Regions from separate parts of the Mus musculus genome. Here region 2 is linked to region 1. The links are chromatin contacts, called in public HiCAR-type maps. All regions are on one chromosome and are shown on one strand. Each heading gives the region's core, a stretch centred on a gene start, on an enhancer-like site or on the middle of the called end of the contact. The rest is flanking DNA. Distances are from core to core; before and after follow the strand shown.

What was found. HiCAR-type assays count read pairs that join an accessible place to other places.
Region 2: a HiCAR-type map of astrocytes shows a contact between it and region 1, with 2.9 times the contacts expected there. The contact joins the promoter of Stxbp3 here to the promoter of Sort1 in region 1. A contact is called at or near these places in 2 of 115 datasets of contacts at active chromatin or transcription factors (astrocytes and pancreatic cancer cells).

The regions. Positions count from the first base shown.
Region 1 is chr3:108,281,852-108,285,967 of GRCm38.p6, reverse strand. It overlaps Sort1 (sortilin 1), which reads right to left and starts at 1,904. Exons shown (of 20, transcript NM_019972.3): 1 at 1,528-1,904. The coding sequence starts at 1,827.
Region 2 is chr3:108,838,059-108,842,083 of GRCm38.p6, reverse strand. It overlaps Stxbp3 (syntaxin binding protein 3), which reads left to right and starts at 1,582. Exons shown (of 19, transcript NM_011504.1): 1 at 1,582-1,664. The coding sequence starts at 1,616.

The sequences.
Region 1 (4,116 bases), core at 655-3,154:
AGACTTTCCAGTACTCATTCCATTCTCTCTGATCGGAGAATTAGGTCACAACTAACAAGTATGGATCTCAAAAGAAACCCCAAGGGGACACTGAGATTTGGGGGGATACTGAAATGGAATGTAAACAAAGAACGGGTACAGAACTCCAGCCACCCACGGCCACCTTCATGAACAGTCTTTCTTTGGAAAAAAAGGAAAGACATAACACAGAAAATACACTGAACTGAAAATGCCTTTCTCATACATGGGTTGCAACAATTGTTAATTTTAGGAAAAAAAAAAAAAGAGGAGGAGGAGGAAGATGTCCTAGTTGCTGAAACCAAGACTTTCCTAACAATTTCTCAATGCAGCAGTGTGTCAAGGTTCAGACTCTTGTGCCCAAAACAGAAGCACCAAATCTTTGAAAGTCTTGACAAGAGCAGGCTTAAAGTGACTATCTGCAGAATGTTTCATAGTTATTAGAAATTAGGACAGGATAGAGGTGTCCCAGTAAGGGTTCAACACAAGGTTATAAGTCAATTTTGAAGGAATGAGACAGATGACAGGATCTCAGCTGGCTGCGGGTCACACACAGAAGCCAATACCAGTTCTTGTGCAAAAAGAGTCTCCTAATAGGTCAACTTACAAGGAAACAAAGCACACTGGAGCCAATCTCCAGAATGGGTCTGGAGCAAAGGGATTTAAAGATCCTGTAGTATGCAGAAAGAGGGGGCTGACTGGTTACAAACCAGACTCTTGTTTGGGACAGTTGGCCACTCTGTAAAGCCATTTAATGGAACTTCTGGATGATCCGAGCTGTTCTGCAATTGCTTCTAATCTAGGTCCTAGAGGCCGTTTTCTGTTCTCTGGGTTCTGCACACAGGAATTTGGTTCGGAATACCTCTCAAGGTCGTTTTGGGTCAGGTTAGAGGGTTCTGAGCCTGCATCCTGAGGAAACATCTTGAATCAGTTTTTTGTTTGCTTGTTTTTGTTTTTAATTTTAGGGAGCAGGGGAGATATCATTTCACGGTTGGGTTTCAATGTCATTTTCATTTCCATGAGTGTTCCTTTAACTATGGAAACACAAGCCATGACCTAACAACTGCTGTGGGATTTCTGGACGTCAACCTCAAAAGTACCGACCCAGGGAGGGCACACCTCTGCTTCTGGGCTGTCCAACTTCTGCGATCACTCAAGGGGTAATTATGCCTCCAGCTTCCTGGTAGGTACCAGCGTTGGTGGACCCGGCGTTCTATATTCGGGGTGGGGGTTGGGGGGGGGGGGGGATGACCGGGAGATTCTGACAACTTAAGAAGCAGAAGCAAAGAATGCAGCGAGTCAAAGTCTCGGATTGCCTCGGCTATGACGACACACAGCCCCACGGGCCGCAGCCACCCCGGCCCCCGCCGCCCCCGCGCCTCGCCGCCCTCCGCAACCGGGGTCTCGCGCTAGCCTCGAAGCGTGCAATGGGAGCGGAGCGGCCGCCTGGGGCCGCGGGCCCGGAGGGGCGACCCAACCGGGGCGGGCGCCCGGGCCTCGCGCGCTCACCTGGTGCGTATTGTTGGTCAGCTTGGCGATGAAGTCCGGGAGGCGGCCGCAGTCTTGGTCCTCGGCGGGCGCGCCGCGGCGCCAACGGCCAGCGCGGGGGACGGGGCCCCCGGGCGCGGCGGCGCGCAGCCCCCAGCTCACCCCGACCGGACCGGCCCAGCGCAGCAGAGGAGGCGCGGGCGGCGGCGGCGCGTCCAGCCGGTCCTGGCCGACGGCGGCAGGAGGCAGCAGTTGAAGGAGCAGGAGGAGGCCGAGGGGCCAGCGCAAAAGGCCGTCCGCAGCTCCCCGGGGCCGCTCCATCGCTGCCGAATGCAGACGCCGCTGACACCTGCCACCCGGCGCGCCCGCCCACCCCCGCCGGCGCTGCGCCACACCCCCGAGCTCGGCCCCGCGCTGCTTGGATACGCGCAGCCGGGCCTCTCCTCCCCAATAGGCTGGCCGCCTGTCCTTCTTTCCCGGCCCACTCCTCATTGGCTCGCGTCGCCTCCGGCTTCGGGGGTCCTGGATTCGGATGCCAAGATGCGGGACTGATTGGCTGGAACGTGGCAGGGACGGCTGAGGTCATTCTCCACCGTCGCTCGGCGTCTGCGGGCTGGGCTCCCGGAGTTGGCCTAGGGGTTACCCCTCTCCCCTCCCCGCTCAGCCTGCAGGTTGGCGGCGCTTCCGGAGACCCTCGGGTTAGGGTTGGGTCACGTTGCCGCCTTCTCCACCCTCCTCCCAACCCCCCTCCAAACGCTCCTAAAAATTTCCTTCGGTGGAAACCGCGCCTGGGAAAGCCAGGGAATCCCTGAACTACTACTCTCAGTTGGAAAAGGGGCTCCGACATAAACTGGTACATTAGGATTTTAACCCCGGCTCGCTGGCTCGCCCATTGTCTGCTGAAGGAGCCAAGAAGGTGAATGCGAAAATCCTATGGGGCAGATGAACATCATTACACCCGTGTCTCATGGAAGCCGCAGAAGTCTTTCCAACATGTTTGGCCTCAGTCACCTTCCTCATCTGCAGGGAGGTAGTCAAGAGGCGAAAGTACTTTTTGGCTTCTGCGGACTTGGAAATGTAGGTAGCTTTGCCACCAAGTGTAGGTATACGGGAAGAGAATTGCCTAAAGCCCACTTTATATATTATCATTTTAGTACAGTCACATTCTGATTTTAGTTACCTAAAGCACCCTTAGCCCTGCAGTAAGTGCATCACACCAATTCCCTCACTGAATATGATGCCTCCTAAATGAATACCCACCTCCAGCAAATAACCTCCCCACTGTTCCCTACACCGCAGAAGCTGCTCACACAACTTTTAGAACATGCAGTGCTGGTAAAACCAGTTCTAAATCCTTAACTTCACTCCACCTCTTCCCAACATTTCAAGTTGTTCAGTCGGAACTCAGGAAGCCAGATAAAAAGATACAAAGTATGCAAAATGTTATACCAGAGTGGAAGCCATTGGAAGTTACTTTTAACTTTAACAGTAAACTCAAACGGCAGGCCTACCCGAGTATGCACACGGAATAGTACAAACAAAACTATTTACGTACTCGGGAGTTTTTCCTCTCCCCAAAACCACAGTAAGAAGGGAGCTGTGAAGCTCTGGAAAGCGGAACAGGATGGCAAATCAACAGAAAAGCCCTCCAGTTTCTGAGCCACTGAACAAGATAAAAACTGATGAGTGTGTTTTCTTTCCAGAAATATAAACGCCACATTATTTATTTTTAAGCACAACTTATTTTTAATTCGTGTCAAGTATGGATTAGATCACAAGGCAGTCAGTTACAGTAGCATGTGACCAGTTACGGAGGGGAAAAAGGGGGCTACAAAGGAATATTTCTTTGTTTGGGTGACAAAGATGAATGGTCTATTGTCTTACTATGGGGAAAGAAGAAAGCTAACTCAACAGTGCTACCTGCTGGAGAAACTACCAGATACATCTTTTAGCTATTTAGTTCCATTAACGTTTAGATTTTGTCAGTTTGTTGAACTGGGGAGTCTTTTTTTGTAGCCCAGGGTGGCTTAGAGTCTTTGATCCTCCTTCACCAGCCTCCCAAGCAAAAATATCAATATGAAGTAATTATCACAAAGCTATACCTTTTTGTATGTAAGATCATTTCTTGAACACAACATTTAAAGAAAAGTAACCATCTCTTTGAATTATTCACATTGTAATTATAGCAGATAATGATACTTACTGTTCTCAGTTATACAGACATCCTGCCTTAGCAATAGGAGGGACTGTAAGCTGGAGGGCTACACTATGTTTTCCCTTCGCTTTTTTCTCTGTATATTCTTGAGTGACACACCTCTTCAAAGCAACGTATTCTTTTCCACATCTGCATTAATCTATAGTGTTAAAAGCAGTACTGGACCTGGAGCAACGGCTCAGCAGTTAAGAGCTTACAGGATACCTGGGTTTAGATCCCAGCACCCACGTGGCAGCTCACAACCACCTGTAACTCCAGTTCCAGGGGATCCAATGCATTCTTCTGACCTCCTCAGGCTCCTCATATATACTTGGGTACATGTGCGTGCGCGCGCGCACACACACACACACACACTCACTCATACACATTAGAGATGATTGCCTCTTTTTCCCACT
Region 2 (4,025 bases), core at 333-2,832, 560 kb before region 1:
ATCACCTCGATTGAACTTAGCATACCCAAAGGAACCCTGTGTGTAACTAATAGTTTGGGGTATAACCTCTGGCTCCATCTACCACCAGATAGATAGTCAACAAGGAAACTCTGTGTCAGAAAAGATCCCTCTTACCTGTTACTTAAATGTAATCTTGGTTGTCAGCAATTTACCGAAATGTGCTGTTTTAGTATCTCTGATTCTTCTCATACTATTGACAAGTATTGATGGAGAAATAAATAAACAAAATCTTTCAAACAAATGTTGACCGACAACATGGCTAAGATGGCTCTCCCCTTCTTTGGCCTGCTAATGTTTCTACTGGCTACCATAATTGGGCCCTGCATCCACCAAACAAGGCTAGAATCATTGCCACTTGACAACATTATTAAAGACAGTCCCCTATCAAGGATTTGAGAAGGACACAAAGGTCAAGGGGAGAATGAGAAACCTGCCTGACTCCATTTTTAAGGTAGGAGACATTTTGTTGTATTGTTAAACACAAAGTTTCGTTTATTGTAAGAGTTGAGTTTCTGTTTTTAAGTTTCTGTTTCTTGGAACCTGCCCTGCACCACCCTGTGACCATGACTTGTTTTTGAGAACACTTTGACCCTCCCTTATCACTAAGTACTTGGTTTTTGTCCTTTTGAAATTTTCCTATACTTCCCAACTGCCCTGTTGTCTTGCTTCTGTAACACTGTTTTGCAACTACTTGTTATTTTGCTCCTTAAAAGGGACTCTCAGCACTTCTCTCTCTAACCCCTAATTGGCCAGGTCTCTGGTGCTCCTGGATATAATAAAGCTTGCTTCAATTTTAGCTCTAAAATTATGGTAGTGGTCTTACTCCTGCCTTGTGGAATTAACAATTCTAGGAATCGTGCTCTATAACTTAAAATGTAAAATTCTTCATAGGAATAAGAGGGTCTCTCATTTCTTAGACTTTTCTGAAACTCTATCACAGTTCTGGGAACACTGGTGGTTACCTTACAGCTTAAATAATCAATGATCTTCAAAAATTATTAAAATGAAGTTGAGAGGGATAGACTTCCCATATGGCGGTTGAACAGGCTTCTGAACAGTATAGTTTGAATTGCTTTGCTGAATGAAACATTATTTTGTAAAGCATAAAGTCTCCGTATTGGGGATGGCAGGATGTGTCTTGACAACTTAGGTTCCATCCCAAGACCCACACTGTGGAAGATGAGGTCTTCTGACCTTCACCTGCGAGCCTTGGTATGCACACATGCATACATACACACAGATAAATGTAAAATAAAAAAGACCCGGTATGTATAAATTCATAATTGTATAAATTGTGTTAGTTCACATATTTGCTTTCTGATGCCAAATTGGACACTGAGATATGGGTTATAGTAGGCTTCCGCTAGGGGGCGCCAGACAGTGCACAGAAGTCTGACCACACTACGCAGCCGCAGTCCAGGCACAGGCGGGACACGCCCTAGTTGATGCGCGTGACGTCACCTGAGGGCGCGGCCCGCGGAGGGGGCGGAGCCTCCCCACCGCGAGGGGAAGGGCCCGCCCCCGAGCGCAGCTTTCAGGGCCAAAGTAGGTTGCGAGTGGGAGGCGGTGGCTGTAGCTCCACGGCTGGGGGAAGATGGCGCCGCCGGTATCGGAGCGGGGACTGAAGAGCGTCGTGTGGCGGAGTGAGTGCGGAGGGGTCAGGGATGAGGCCGGGAAGGGTCGGCTGTACGGGGGTCTTCTTTCCCGCTGCAGCTCTGCAGCCTCTCTGGGAGCTGCATGGGCACTTGTTGCTTTGGGACCAAGTCCCTGGCTTGACTCCTTCCGGCTTGCCCAGAGTCGGGTTTCGTGCCAGCACCAGGGATGGGCGGGGTGGCCAGACGCGGCCTTCTCCGCGGCTTTGGCCAACTCTCACCCCGGTGAGGTTCTTCCGCAAAGCCCCACCCTTGGGCGACCTGACTCGGGCCGACTTTCCCTCCCAAGTCCCTGTGCTGTCCCGGGACAGCTCTTCCCATTGCACCCCCCTCGCCACACCAGGCACGGACGTCTCTCCATCCGACACAGTCTGAGCTCTGTGTTACTACTCTGTCCCGCCCTCGTCCCCGTGTTTTCAGAAGCCGCTTGGTGTCCCATATTCATGTTAGCACCGAGGGTTTTTACTACCATCCTTTTCAGTGTCTTGTCCTTTAAAAAGTGCAGGCGTAGCTTTTCAAGAGCGCCTTCTGCCACTGTTCCAAGAGAATATGACTTGCTTTAAAAAAAAAAAAAAAGAGTTCTTGAGAAAGCAACAGCGGACTGTTAAAGTTTTATCTAGTATCCGGTCCCTGCATAGTCTGCTCCTTGTGTTACAATTGGTCTTCTTGTTGGTTCGACCAACTTTAATGACTTTTATTAAAATGACACCAAACCTAGGTCTGCCAGGTTAGAAGAGCAATGAAAGCAGCAAACCGGAAGGACCTTCCTTGTTTGGCATCTCTGGGTTCTAAGTAATTATAGTCTAGTAGTAGAAAAGGAATAACGTCTTATTAGTGTTTCTTACTCCGACTTGGGGAACAAGGAACAGAATAGGAATTAGCCAACAGAATTCTGCCTTCAAGAATTCCTTGTATAAAATTAAAATCCAAAACAGTACAGGCATGGTGTTTACCATATAGAAGGTACTAAATAGATAAGTAGACTTTGTGAAATACAAAATTATCCTTTCATATTTATTATTTTCAAATTTATCCTTTCTGGGGGCCTGCAAGGTGGCTGAGTGGGTAAAGGTGCTTGCTGTCAAGCCCAAGGACACGAATTGCATCCCCAGGGACCCACGTGATGTAAGGAAAGCACTGACTTAGGCAGATTGTCTATATTGACTCTCATACGAAAGTGGGTGACAAATTGTGCTGAAGAAATTACTTCTGAGTTATAATGGCACCTTATATCAGGGCTTATGAGAAAAAGATACCGTTATGCTAGTAACGCCAGTATCAATAGCATGAAGATAACAGGCTTTCCCTGTTCTTGTTAACTTAGGGTAACACCAGGCTCACCACATGGAGAGTAGAATATAGATAGGCAGGCTGGATGAAAGGAAAAAGATGTAAGGCTGTAAAATAGTCTTAGGACCGCCTGTAACTCGAAACACACAACCAAAAGACAAGAATAGCCCAAAACATATACACATTAAGGGGCTGAAGAAATGGCTTAGCTGAAAAAATAAGAATAGGTCACCTTTCCACAGACTGACGCATGGCGTAACAGTGCACATACAAAGGAATACATGTCTTTTTTTTTTTTTTCAGTAAACGTAAGTACAATGCTGATATATTTTATGCTACTGCATCTTGGAAACACGCTAAAGAAAAAGCCAGTCACAAAGGGCATAGTATGACACCATTCATGAGAAAAACATCCAGGACAAGCAAATCTAGAGAAACAGGAACTCCTTCCTGTGTCCCAGCCTGGAGAGATGGGATTAAAGGGATGGGGTTTCTCTTTTGGTTTTTGTTACTGTTGTTTTGCTTTGGTTTTTGGGTTTTTTGAGACACCTTCTTGCTGTGTATCCTGGGTTGTCTTTAAGCTATGTAGTCTGGGCTGGCCTTGAACTCATAGAGCACCTGCCTCTGCCTCCTGAGTCCTGGAATGTGCCACCACACAGAGCTTTGTTACGTGTTTGAAACAGGGTCTTGTGTACCTTAGGTGGCCTCACACTCAACTTTGTAGCCAAGGATGACCTTAAACTTCCGATTTCTCTGTCTTCACCTCCTGAGTGATACAATCCTGGGTAAATCCCACCATATCTGGTTTTATACAGTTGTACTCAGAGCCTTTTGCATGCTAGGTGAACAGTCTGCCAGCTGAGCTGTGAACACCCCCAGCCCCAGGGAATGAGGCTTCTTTTTAAAGTAGTGTTAATGTTCTCAAAACAGTTGTGGTGATGTAGTAATGGATGCGTGACAGAACATACATACTGGAAACCTTTAGAGTATATACTTTTGAGTGAGAGAGTTCTGTAGTTTGACATTTTTATTTTGATAATGCTATTAAAATGAAACCTGACA